2 separate regions of the Mus musculus genome follow, and region 1 is linked to region 2. A link is a contact called in public Hi-C data. All regions are on one chromosome and are shown on one strand. The core of a region is the stretch at or near the end of the contact, and the rest is flanking DNA. Distances in the headings are between cores, read along the strand shown. Region 1 overlaps Rora (RAR-related orphan receptor alpha). Region 2 overlaps Rora (RAR-related orphan receptor alpha).

Region 1 (6,748 bases), core at 4,179-6,678, 220 kb before region 2:
GACAGAGCCCTCTCTATCCCATGTCTGAATGCATGCTTGGAAAACTTGGACAGAGACACAGTTCCATTGTTAACTGTAAAACCCACATCAAGGAGAAAATGAATAGCAAGAGTGGCCAAAAGCTCAAGTCTCGTCACTTTTTTCACCAATCTTCGGGGTGGGGGGGTGGGGGGCAGAAACTGCTGGCTGTTTCTTGGCTGGTAAGAGAAATATAGGAAAAGACAGCAGAGTTTGGAGGCAGGGTTTGGTACTGGTGAGACCCAAGAGAGTGACTGCTCTCGGCCAGGCCGAGGAGCTGTCAGATCCATTTTAGGAAGTGCTGACAGCTGAGTATGAAGTCATATGCTGTAACATCTTATAAATGTCATTTTTTTTTTCTAGTAAAAAGAAGTGTATGACTTGGAGCTCTGTGTGTATGGTATGTGCCTGTGCACACGTCTGTGTGTGTGCGTCTGGGGAGGGAGGGCAGGAGAGAGCTCATCCCGGGCTCACCCACTTCCTCTGAGGCAGTGTTTTTTCCCTGAACCTGGCTGGAGCTCACCTGTTTGGTTAGATTAGCTGGCCCACAAGCCTCAGGGATCCTCCTGACTCTGCCTCCCCAGTGTTGGAGTTACAGCGGCAGTGCTACTACTACGCCTGGCAATCTTAGGTGGGAGCATGGACTGACCTCAGGTCCTCCAGGGCAAGTATTCTACTGAGCCAACCCCTCCATCAGCCTTCAGCTGTTTTTATTTAAGTCCCGAACAGGAGCGAGGCGGGAACGCAATGGCCAGATGGAGACATTAAGTTAAGGCCCAGGACACTGCCCTACATCAGGTGTTCCTCTTGCCTGTGACAAACATTTCAGATGACACGCTGGCCATCCTGCACATGTGCCTGCCTATCGAATATTAAGCCATGTGGGTATTTGTCACTGAAGATATCTTGAGTGCGTGTGACACAGTCACTCAGAAGTGACTTGTAATTTGCAGTGAAAGTGTGGCATCCACATACTTTGGTGCTTCAGGATGTTGAGAGTTAGAATATGCTTTACTGCCCATTGCAGCACTTTCCACACAGGATGGAAACACATCTGATTGCTAACAGCTGCCGGGGGTGCAGCGTACTATCGTAGCCAAAGCTCTGAACAGCAACTCTCTCAAAGCCAAAAGCTGCTGCCATCTTGTTTCACTATATGCACGCACCTGTGCATGTGCGCATGCACACACACACACACACACACACATATCTTCCCAACACACAAATGCACACTGCATATACCACATGCAATATTGTGCCTATTTACCACACACACAACACAGGTGCACCCCTGCCACACACATACCCCTACACATAAATGCATCTAGCTGTAAGTCTCATTACCCCATGCTGGGCAGCGCTGCCAGGGACATGAACTGGGCACCAAGAACCCACTAAAACAGTTCACCTTATAATATTAACTTCACTCCAGATTAAACTCCAGCTTCCCTGAGTGTAAATGTGTGATAAACGTGGAAATTATTTTTAGAAGAGAAGAAGGTAAAGTATCGAGTTTTAAATTCATAAACTCTACAGCCTGAGGTTGAGTCTTTGTCCCACTCCTTCCTAGCTCTGCGAACCTGAGCACTTCATTAAGTCCATATGTGTTCCCTCATGTATAAAGAATTCCTCTGTCATTATCATGGTATATAGAGGCGAAGGGTCCTGCACACAGCAAGTGCTCTAGGCCGTCATTTCTTTCTACGTGTAGCAGCTTTATTGGGATGGCATGGATCTAACCCAAGAAATAACCATCAACAGGCACAAAAAGCATCAAAAGAAACCAACGCTTCTTTCTAGAGCGAGGCCACAGCAGAGATGGCATCCTGGAGAAGAGCTGAGAGAAGAGGAAGTGGGGAGAGGCCCCACACACCAGCACACTGTGGTCAAGTTGGGGAAAGACTGATCTGCAGGGTAGGAGGCACTCACAGGTCCCTGTGACCCGAGAACCACGGAGCAGACACTTGGGCTAGAGAGTGATCGTCTTTCCCCCAGGACTCTACTTCGGTCTTTAGCTCCACAGCTTTGGACTAGACAAGCAGCTGGATTATAAAGTGAGCCATCTTATCTCCCTAACCACAGGGATGTCTTTCTGTGGTGAAAGACTAACAGGCATCACCAATGAGGGAAAGGGGCAGTGGGAGAGTGTATGTAGAAAGAATGTGACCAATTTCATTGTGTTTTGGCTTAGAAAGGGAATACTTGGAGATGTTCACTTCAAGTCTTGCAAAGAACTAGAACATTGTTTCTATATAACCAGGCCCTCTTGTCTTACCTGTTTTCTCCTTTTATATATATGTGCATTTCTTTTTCTTTTTTCTTTTTCTTTCTTTTTTTTTAATTTTTAATTTTTTTTTTTATTTTGACAGGGTTTCTCTGTGTAGCCCTGGCTGTTCTGGAACTAACTCTGTAAACCAGGCTGGCCTTGAAATCAGAAATCTGCCTGCCTCTGCCTCCCAAGTGCTAGGATTAAAGGCGTGCGCCACCAATGCCTGGCATATGTGCATTTCTATGTGCAGGGCAGAGGACAACCTTGACTGTTATTCCTCAGGGACACTTTTTTGTCTATTTGTTTTGTTTTGAGACAGGGTCTCTCTGTGGCCTGGAAATTAACAAAGAGGCTAGGCTTAGCTGGCCAGAGAACCATAGGGATCCTCCTGTTATCTGCCACTTTTACATTGGGATTAAAAGGAAAATGTCACCATGCCTGCCTTTTTAAAATGTGAATTCTGGGAATCAAGTTTAGGTTCTCTGGCTTCTAAGGGCAGAACTATCTCCCTAGCCTTCTCTTGCCTTGTTTATAAAATACTTACTGCTATCAGTTAGTCCTTTAATACCACCTCCTGCTATGGTAGGAGACACGGGGCAAATGCAAAGCTAAGGCAGTGTTGATGGAAAAAGAAAAAAAAATGAATTTGTGTGTCTTTCGGAAGTAAACAATTGCAAATGAAAGTGCTATACCAAGAACTTGCTCAGATTTTTGTCTCTGCCCCAAGCTTTAAATCAGTAGAGACAGCACCCACTGTGGGCCACATTAGTGGTGTAAGCCCACCCCCACCATTGCCATCTACAGAGCATCTTAGGGTCTCAAGCTGCAGTGTATTCACCCACAAATACCTTAGAAAGAACAAGGCCAGCCAGTCCTTAGAAATAATGTCCAAGTGTAGCTTCACTATAGCCTGAACCTCTAGACCAGAGCCTTTCCTCAGATGCTGAGAGGCCAACACCCAGTGTGGTGACTATGGGCAGCCCCGACTTCCAGGAAAACCAATTCAACTACTCACAGTGCGGTGCCCTGGTTATTTGCTGTTATTCAAAGAGATCCAATACCATCAACGCAAACAATTCCAAGAAACGGAGTTCAAGAAGGGTTAATGCCCAGAGAAGGAATCATTTGAATAAGTGTATACTGTCCAAGTTCAAATTCTGAGTGGGATGGGAGTTTTTTCTGATACCTAACCTTTGGTATGTTAGCTTTAAATTTCAGTCATGCCTCCAACAGTCTCACCAATCACAGGAAGTGTGGCAATTACTTATGCTGAATGAAAAGTCATTTAAAACATCCCAGATGTGAAAGTCGGAGAGACACTTGCTTGGAGGAGAAAAGGGTATACAGATGAAATGTGAAGGGGTGTGAATGGGATGAGAGAGAGCAATGGGGTGAATATGATCACTCTGTGTGTATGTGTAACTGTCAAATAATAAAGGAAACATTTTAGAAAAGAAAAAAAAATGCCACTCAAAAGATGTCACAGGGTAAAGTTTAAACCGTCCCCAGCCTCCAAACTAAATACTAACATTTGGATTCAAGCCAACATTCCGTTCCTGGGATCAGCTTTTAGAGATGTCTGTTTGACAAAGCCAGCTGACGGTTTTGCTCTGGAACTTAGCACAGCTAGTAGCAAAGTAGGCAATTCACCAGAAACACCCGTCTGTGTCTGTTGGAGACACTTCCCAAGAGCATATCACTGTACCCCGAAAAGAAGACCACCGGGGCCTACAAAAGTAAGGACTGCTAAGCCTTTGGACAGAGCGGTCCTTTCAGAGCAAAGCTTTTGTTCTTCTCGTTCCTTCTCATTGGCTTTTTCAAATTTGCACACTGCTAATTAATTTATCAGTGCACCTCCCCTACCTCCTCAGGGTCTCAGTTAGCCTAGGCTGGCTTCAAACTTGCTCTATAGCAGAGGATGCCTTTGAACTCTTGGTCCCTGACGTCTAACTGCACCTCCTGCACAGTGTGGTTACATATGCCATCATGCCTGAGATTACACCTGGCTCTTCATGCATGTCAGGCAGGCATTGTGCCGACGGGGCTCCAGCTCCAGCCCAGTTACAAATATTCTCTGAGAATGACTCTCGAACCAAGGCCCAGGGCCAAACACCCTATGCTTCTGAAGGTGTGGAGGGAGGGAGACTCACAGCAATGACTTCAAATGTGGGGTTGTTACAATGGACCATCCCAGTAGCTTATAAAGGGACCTAAAGGCAGCAGCTGAGATGGGGAAAACCATTTTTTCTTCTTCTTGATGGTGGTGAGCAGTTTGCCTTAGGCTAACCTGAATAACTGGGTCAAAGGTTTGTGGGACCCTTGACATCACACAGCAGAGCTCCTAAGCTATCTGCTAACCTGACAGGTAGCTGCCATCTCTGTCACTGTTAGGACACCACAGCCCACGTTCAATTGAAATAGTAACAATGACAAAAATGTGGAGCAAGGACTCCAGGGCTCGCTTAACACAGTCCACAAGCCAGGGAGTTATTAACTAGTGGATGAATTGGAATCAAGTGTCATTTGAATTAATGTGGGTTGTGTCTACCGAGAAAACAGCTGCTAAACTGGGGGAGATTAGTCACAAATTCTTTAACCGTGTGTCGAAATGGCCAGTGGGCCTTAGGGTTTGAGCTCACAAGTGGCAGCCCCAAGAAGGACTTTTCCAGGCACACTGTCATTTGTCCCAGTCCAAATGTGGCCATTTTTCCTTTTCTGCAAGCAAGCTCAAAAATATCCCTAGAAAAAAGGCAGAGCGATGGAAAATAGTATAGTTCTTGTGAATACTTTCAGTGGCATCTTTTACACCATAAAAAAGGATTCCTCCCCTTGGCCTTGCCCCGCCCCCGCCTCCACTGCTCAGTTTCTAAAGACAAGGTCTCGTTGTGCCTCTGCCTCACCTTGAACTCTATGAATCGAAGAGAGGTCCTGACCTCCTGATCTTCTAGCCTCCGCTTCCCAAGTGCTAGGATTTCAGGCATGGGCTACCATACTCGGCTCAAAGGCATGTAGCTTTAGATGGCCCATCTACATGTAAGGAGGGGTAGAGCCATGACGGTTCGACAGAACCTCCATATCAGTTATGGCTGAGCTTTCCAAACCCCCACCACCCGGTACATCCTTCTTCTGACCCCATGGTTGTGTAACGCAGCTTGGCCCATCCTGGAAACAGCTCAGCATGACTACAGTGACAGTCCCAAGCTCCCCTGTGAGCAAATGTTTCACTTTGGGGATTTTTGGAATGGCAGGTGAAGTGAGAACCCTCCTGAGATAAGTTTATGTCACTGAGAGTCACCATTCCAGGTCATTCTGGGCAGGAGTTCCTCTCTCTGTCTCCTTGAGTCCGCTGGACAGTGTTAGGAGAGCAATGATTCTGACACACTCTAACATGTGTGGGATGCAGAACAGGGAACCTGGAAGGCTAACAAGAATCTCATGGCTATAGATGCCCCTAGGTTACAGCAGGCAGGCGAGCCACCTATGAACACCTTCATCATCCACTCCCTTGATTTTCTGGAAGAAGAAAATGAGGGGTCCCTATTCTCTTCCACAGAGATCACTGGCACTGTCTTCCACACCAAAATGAGGACTGGTCTTTAATACACTCATGCTGACATCACAGAACACTTCGAAATCTTTCTTTTGTAAATGCTGAGTGCCGACCAGAGGAGAAGGACATTGCTGGCTCCTTTCTGGCCCTCCCTCCCCACCCCTGGAAAGGAAAGGAGCCTGGGACTTTTTTGGTGGTTGATGTTAATTTTTCCAGGGCATTAATGACTGGGTGTTCTAGACCATCATGTCCTTTTGCAGAAGGAGCACAGCCACTATGAAGAAAAGACCGAGACATTGCAGGAGGTGGAGGCAACTCCAGAAAGGATTGCTCACAAATGTTTTGGCAATGCTGACATTGTTGGCACAGATGTTTGGCTGTCCTAGCTGATTGACTGGTTTGAAGGGACAAAGTTCATGGGAAGGGATGCTTCCTGGTACATTTGTTAAAATACAATCAGCCCTGTCTCCTAATAACATCCAAAACTTAGAATGAGACCCTGCGTCATATTTTTTTTCCCTCCTGACAATACTGTTCAATGAGGGCGGACTTGGTGGAAATTCTGATTTTGTTACCCAGTGCCACTGATTAAAAGACACTTTCTGATGTTATGCCCTGAAATAAACCAACTTGTTTGCTGAAACTACCTACACACAAATTAGAAAATTATATGACAGCCAGTTTCTACAGCCTGCAGCCGGGGACATAGGTTATTAGGACAAGCAGACGTCGGCAGGGTTTCTGGTTTCGCAGTAAAAGAAGATGACTTGAAAGGACTCAGTGGTTTTGATGTTCTTCTGAAATGAAAACCCTTCACGAGGGCATAGCATTGGGCTGTCATTAATGTCAGCCATGCGAAGACACTGTCTCCATGGGAGCTACAGTCATCTCCCAGCTGAGACCTCAACTTT
Region 2 (6,266 bases), core at 3,523-6,022:
AAGGCATCTGATTTCAACGGGAAATCCTATTCATTTCAATAATGTGTGGATTTTATCAAGCCATGGACACAAAGATGGGCTGCAGATTCTGAAAATTGACTGCATTAGGAAAGTCACACAGATAATTTCCCCCTAATTCTTTGGTAAGAAACAGTGTGCAGCTGAGAGTGAAAGGTGACCAGCATCATCTTACTTGCAAGCCACTTTTGGAAGGAAGGACAAAACATGGTTTAGATGTCTCCACTGTCCAGCCACACAGCCCTTGGGTTAACTCTTAAGACAAGTGTCTCCTATGAGGAGTAACCAGGCTTTCTCAGTTGCAAGATCCTCCTTAACTTTCTACAGAAAAGTTCCCTAAGTTTAAGAGGTTACACTTGGCAGGCTAAACTCTTGACAAGATCAAAGGCAGGGCGGAGACAAGTTACATTGCTGCCAGCCTTCCTAAAGAAACTGCATCGTTAGTTAGTCAACCCCAACTGTCAACTGATCAGATGGGGTCCCGTGTGGGACCCAGGATGAACACAAGCCTGCCTCTGGAAACGTGTCTGGGAAAACAGCCAGAGGGTAGCTCCCCAACCCTCCTGCTCACTTTCAAAGACGTTTTCCATAAACTACATTGTTTGCCCATCCGTGCACACAGTGAGCTCTCCTCAGACCTGCCCTTCCCACCCGAGATCATCCACGTGTGTGTTTTCCAACCTCTGGGGGCTTTTATTTTCTGCTTCCTACCTTCACACAACAGTGCCAATCAGCACTCCCCCCACCCCCTCCACAAAGCCTCTGTTCGACTTCTCCCTTTGTGATTGGCATCTCATTAATGAAGAAGGGCTGGTGTCTCTCTCATTACAGTTGTGGTGAGTGAGAGGACCTCAGAACTAATTTACTTGCTCTCACAAGGGAAGACACTTCTCTCCATCAAGAATTTAACTTCCCTTCTGCCTGTGGCAATAAAAGAGCCCGTTTTGTTTTAACATTAATAAGGTGAGAGAATAGACAATTTCCAAAAGAAATTAAGAAAGCCAAGAGGGTAGGTGTTGGCCTGTGCAAGTTTCCCTCAAGCAAGTCTGATGGTGGAGTTCAGCAAGGGACGGTTACTTTAGTAACACAGTAACATATGGACATGTGTGTGTGTGTGTGTGTGTGTGTGTGTGTGTGAGAGAGAGAGAGAGAGAGAGAGAGAGAGAGAGAGAGAACAAGAAAGAAAGAAATAAAGAGAGAGAGAACAAGAAAGAAAGAAAGAAAGAAAGAAAGAGAGAGAGAGAGAGAGAGAGAGAGAGAGGGAGGGAGGGAGGGAGGGAGGGAGGGAGGGAGGGAGGAAGGAAGGAGGGAAGGACAAGAAAAGCCCAGTGGGTAAATTGATAATTCCTTCTGGAGTAAGAGGCAGTAGCTATGAGTCCGGTCCTGGATCCTAAGCCCCTCTGTGACCTTGGGCAAGTCTTTGATTTTTGTCTGGTCCTCAGTTTTTATTATCAGTAAAATAAGAGGATTGAAGAAAATGGTCTCTGAGGGTTCTCTCAGATCTAAAATTTTAATATTCTTTCTATAAATGGAACGCTGGACTATTTCAAACTATTTTTCCCCTGTTTGCAGTGAGTTTTTATCTCTGGCAACAAATTAGAAATTCCTCCAGAATTAAAGAGCATGGAATGGAAATTATTTGGCTTCCCAGCTGAAAAGGTCAACTAGATTCAGAAATGTACTCTGGGTCCACACCGTCTGCGTGGAAACCTAATTAGAGATCATACTTCATTGGCTAAAAGGGATCAAACTTATCCTGGCTTTCATCTCGATATGTATTTTTAAAAAATTACTCTAAGTTACTAATTCATTTATCTTTCTACTTACAGGAAATTCCACCCATTGATAAAGCAATGCCTTGACACCCCTGCCTGCATGAAACACCACACACACACACACACACACACACACACACACACACAGAGCCTTATGAGCCCAGCTCTTTATCACACAGGGCTCTAAATGCTCTGCTATGCTGGCAGGCCATAAAAAGAACACCTTAAAAATGTGTCTGCCATTTAGCTGAGGATGGTTCCTACATCTGGCACCAGAAGTTTGTCTCCTTGGGTGGTGGCATGCCTCAAAGGAAAGGGTCAATCTACAGCAGCAGCCACAACCTTCTTAATACTGTGACCCTTTAGTTCAGTCCCTCGTGTGTGGTGACCCTCAACTATAAAATTTTCTTTGTTGCTACTTCATAATTGTAATTCTGCTACTGTTATGAATCATAATGCGAATATTTGTGTTTTCTGTCGGTCTTAGACAATCCCTGTGAAAGAGTCATTAGACCCTCAAGGGGGTGTGGCCCACAGGTTGAGAGCCAGTGGTCTAGATTGTGTCTTGCTTGAAAGACAGCATCCTGTGTTTCCTTGATTTGGGCTCAGTATGAATGTTGGTGACAAATTTTCTTGTGGGTGGGTGACAGAGTAGTTGAGGATTAGAAGAAGTGCCTGCACTAGGGGGTCTGGATGGTTTTTTAATGGGAGGATTCCAGAATACACGGTATGTTTTTAGCCTCTGGAGTGGATAGACATATGCATGCATGTGTACATATGCATGCATGTAGAAGCCAGAGGTTAGAGTAAGGTTTCTTCCTTTATGTTTCTCTACCCTATATTATTATTACTATTTTCGAGACAGAGTATCTTACTGTGCCTACAGCTTGCCAAATCAATTAGACAGGCTGGCTGCAGAAAACGACCTGTCTCCATCACTCACTGTTGGGACTTCAGATGTGCGTACTGCACCAGTGCTGGGAATCAAAACCCAGGTCCATGGGCTTCTGCAGCAAGCACTTCACCTGGGGACCCATCTCCCCAGTCCTTCCAAGGCTCCTCTCCTCCCTGCCATCATTTCTTCCTCCCTCCTTCACTCCATCTTTTACTCTATCCTCCCCTCCCGAGCAGGCTATCTGTGAAGGAGAACTTCAGTTCCTATCAACACTTTCACGGCTCATCTTTTAAATCTGGTGTCTCTTGCTTCCAAGATCTCTTAGTAAGCCAGGTAAAAATAAAGCCCAACATGTACCCAGAGTCTGGCCCGGGAGCCCTGGGGGTGAGCTCAGAATCGTGGTCTGTCACTCCCCAACAGGATCCTACCTTCTTCTACCTGTTCCTAAGCACTGCCTCGGGGTACAGGCAGCCTTTCTTCCTCCTTACCGGTTTTGAATGAAATTAAAGCTAATCCTCTCTGGTTTGGCTAGGTCTTGTGTAAGATTCCCACACACAACCATCAACACGCTGTTGGAAGAGATAGCCAAGCTACCACACCTCCTGCAACATTAGCAAAAAGAGACAATTTTTTTTCTTTCCTTGTAGGAAATAGCTTTGAAGCCCTGACTCACAGAAGCCACCTTCTCAAATCTTCCATTTGACTTCTCCTTGCCAGGACACAGGTATCGACTGTAAGAAGCAAACCGGTGAAGGATGAGCAAGGCCTGTGTGAGATCAACAGGAGAGAGGAAACTGGAGCCCTGTGGGTTTCCACTCCATGACTTCAACAGACACCTTGATTTATTTGGGGGAAACACTAGAGGATCGAAATGAGATCTCACTGTGTGTAGCTCAGGCTGGAACTGAGATTGTCCTACCTCCTTTCCCCAAGTGGTAGGAGGATGGCTGGGTATCCCCCACATCGGGCCCTCACTCCTCGTTACCAGAACTGTGGCTGCAAGCACAAGGGACGGGGCAAACTCCTCAACATTGCTATTTCCTTCCCTCAGTAACTGAGAAAAAATGAAAAGAGAATCAAAGAGAAAACAGGCTGAAGCCGAGGACTGGCTTTCAGGTCATTCTATGCTTCCAAAGAGGAGAAATTTGCCTGTCATGTCTATAATTTAGAAAGCTCTAATGGGTGGCTCCTAATTTATTTATTACTCATAGAAAGTTGTAAACATCCCTCCCTAAACCATCAGGAAATAATCTGGGCAGGAGTCAAGTGCTTCAGACATTTGGCACTTTTAATGGGGCTGTTGTTGGACATAGTTCTGATCTCTGAGTCTAATTTATCTCCTTCCTTACATAGGGTTGTGGGTAAGCTATTCACCTGTGTGGTGTGTGTGTGTGTGTGTGTGTGTGTGTGTGTTAATTCAATTAAGATAGTCAAAAGGCATCTTAGCTTTGTCATCGTCTCCTTTGCAGACTGCCAGCTTAATAGGAGATTCCAAAATTAGTAAAAAAAAAAAAAAAAAAAAAAAATTAAATAAATAAAAAGAAAAAAAAGCCAATTTAACAACAACAAAAAGGGGCATTAGCAGAATATACAAGCTGGAGAGTCAAACAGAATTGTTTGAAATACCTCAGCCTGGTTTCAAAGAGCTTCCTGCCGTCGAGCCCAAACACCCAGACAGGTAGACCGCTGTGAGATATGTAGGCGCTGCCTGCTGCCTGCTCCTTAGATGGTGGGAGCATTTGAAAGCATCAAAGTTTCCCGTATAGATGAGTGTACATTTATCCCCGAGTCTGTGATCTCTGCACTTGCCTATTGTAACTTGCTGTTTAATAGCTTGGCAAACCTTGCCCCTCACAGACTACAGATTCTTCCCCCCCCCCAGCCCCCCTTAAGGATCTGCTTCTCTCCCAGGAGAGTCTCGCTGGGGCTGAGTTTTGAAAAGTTTTCGTTCCTGGGCTTGTGCGAAGATATGGGGTCACTCTTTGAATTCAGCACTGTTGAAAACCTCACTTGCTGGCTTGGCTTTTCCTCACCCTTGGCGTTGGTGATTGGTGTCTGCATGTGGCCAGTTGGTGCCCTCTAACCATGGGGCAGGTGCCAAGAACCAGCCCTGCTAAGAACGAGGAACAACCACAGCCTTGCCCTGTACAGACCCATCACTCCATAAAAACAAGATCAAAGGTCTCCACCTGGCTGCCCACAGACATGGACTGCCTGGACTCTGGCCATGTTCTCAACTTCAGATCACAACTGCAGGGGACACTTCAGACCGAAATTTGTACTGCACATTTCTAATAATCTGAAATCTGGGATCATGTAGCGCTTCCTGTCCTGAGGAGCCTAGTGTACATCAGACCTCCTCCACACTGCAGAGTCCCTTCAATTTGGCTCTCTTGCTACCTCTGTTACCTGCTGGGCCACTGGCTTTTTGAGTCTGTGACCTATGATAAGGACACCTCACACAAAGGCAAATAATGACTGGTAAACTTGGGGGACAGACAGCTGATGTGGCTTCCTGCTGATTTTCAGGACAACACCAGGATAGGATTACAACACCCTGTGTGGCTAGGGAGAAATTGAGGCCCTTGGATTTTCAGTGCCTTACTGCATTCTTGCTGCTTAGGGAGTGAGTGAGCCAGGTATCAAAGCCTGGGCCATCTTTGTTCTTTCTGGCTAGAAATGTGAACACTAGCCAGAACCCACACTGCATCCTCTTGCTTGACCCACTCTAGTCTGGCCATGCTGACTATGCGCCAGGCATTTTGAGTCCTAACTTCCTTCTTTTCTGTTTGTATATTGACCTCCTGTCTACTGAGCTTTCTCCCACAACTTCCCTTCTGTGTCTGAAAGCTCCTCCTCTTGAAAGATTCCACTTACTTGTAAGCCTCTGTGTTAAGACCCCTTCACCCCAAAATCTGACCTCAGAGCTCCCAGAGTCTATTTCTGTAACCCATTCATAGGAAAAGGCATCCCACACAGCCACTGTCAGTTCCTTAAGGGCAGACTCTGCCTCAGGTGTCCCCTCAAGCCTGGTTCTAGTCCTGACAGGCAGGCAATAGTCATTGCAGGGTGGGCTACTAGGTGGAAGAACCTGAACTACACTCATGTCAGGATGTCCTTGAGTTGGAGGACTGAACATAAATCCCACCAGTGTCACCACTGGGTTCCTCCTACCAGGAATGCAGCTCACTTATCCAGCATGACTTCTGATAAATGAGAGCTTGTCACTGAGTCTTCTTTTAGCAGAAGGCATCACAGTCTTAAGTTCTTCAAGGAGCTTCAGATTTGAAACCCATCAGTCAGGTACTGTGGCACCCACCTATAATCCCAGCTCACGGAAGGTAGAGGCAGGGGGATTCGGTGTTCACGATCATCCGCAGCAACATAGTGAGTTCAAACCTAGCCTTGGATACATGAGACTCTTTCTCAAACCAACAACAAAAAAACAGCAGCAATAACAGAACACACACACACACACACACACACACACACACACCACTCCAAGAAAGCTAGTGGAATAAAAAATTAAAACATATAAGACACTTGGTGGGCACAGAGCAAGTAAGGAGAAAGAAATG

Evidence for each region. A called contact is a pair of places that touch in the nucleus more often than the background predicts.
Region 1: a contact with region 2 is called in a Hi-C map of liver, with 2.3 times the contacts expected there. The contact joins two enhancer-like sites. A contact is called at or near these places in 4 of 484 Hi-C or Micro-C datasets (B cells, epiblasts and liver) and 1 of 115 datasets of contacts at active chromatin or transcription factors (memory CD8 T cells).

What each region holds. Positions count from the first base shown.
Region 1 is chr9:69,331,446-69,338,193 of GRCm38.p6, reverse strand. The region is part of intron 2 of Rora (RAR-related orphan receptor alpha); the gene reads right to left. Among named protein-coding and RNA genes, the nearest start is that of Gm46153, 29 kb to the right of the region's middle. Within about 2 kb of position 5,428, at least 17 of the 459 cell types and tissues checked have an H3K27ac peak or open chromatin away from gene starts, as enhancers often do. A contact at or near this core is called in liver, where this site is marked.
Region 2 is chr9:69,109,042-69,115,307 of GRCm38.p6, reverse strand. All of the region lies in intron 1 of Rora (RAR-related orphan receptor alpha), which reads right to left. Among named protein-coding and RNA genes, the nearest start is that of Gm46153, 190 kb to the left of the region's middle. Within about 2 kb of position 4,772, at least 12 of the 459 cell types and tissues checked have an H3K27ac peak or open chromatin away from gene starts, as enhancers often do. A contact at or near this core is called in liver, where this site is marked.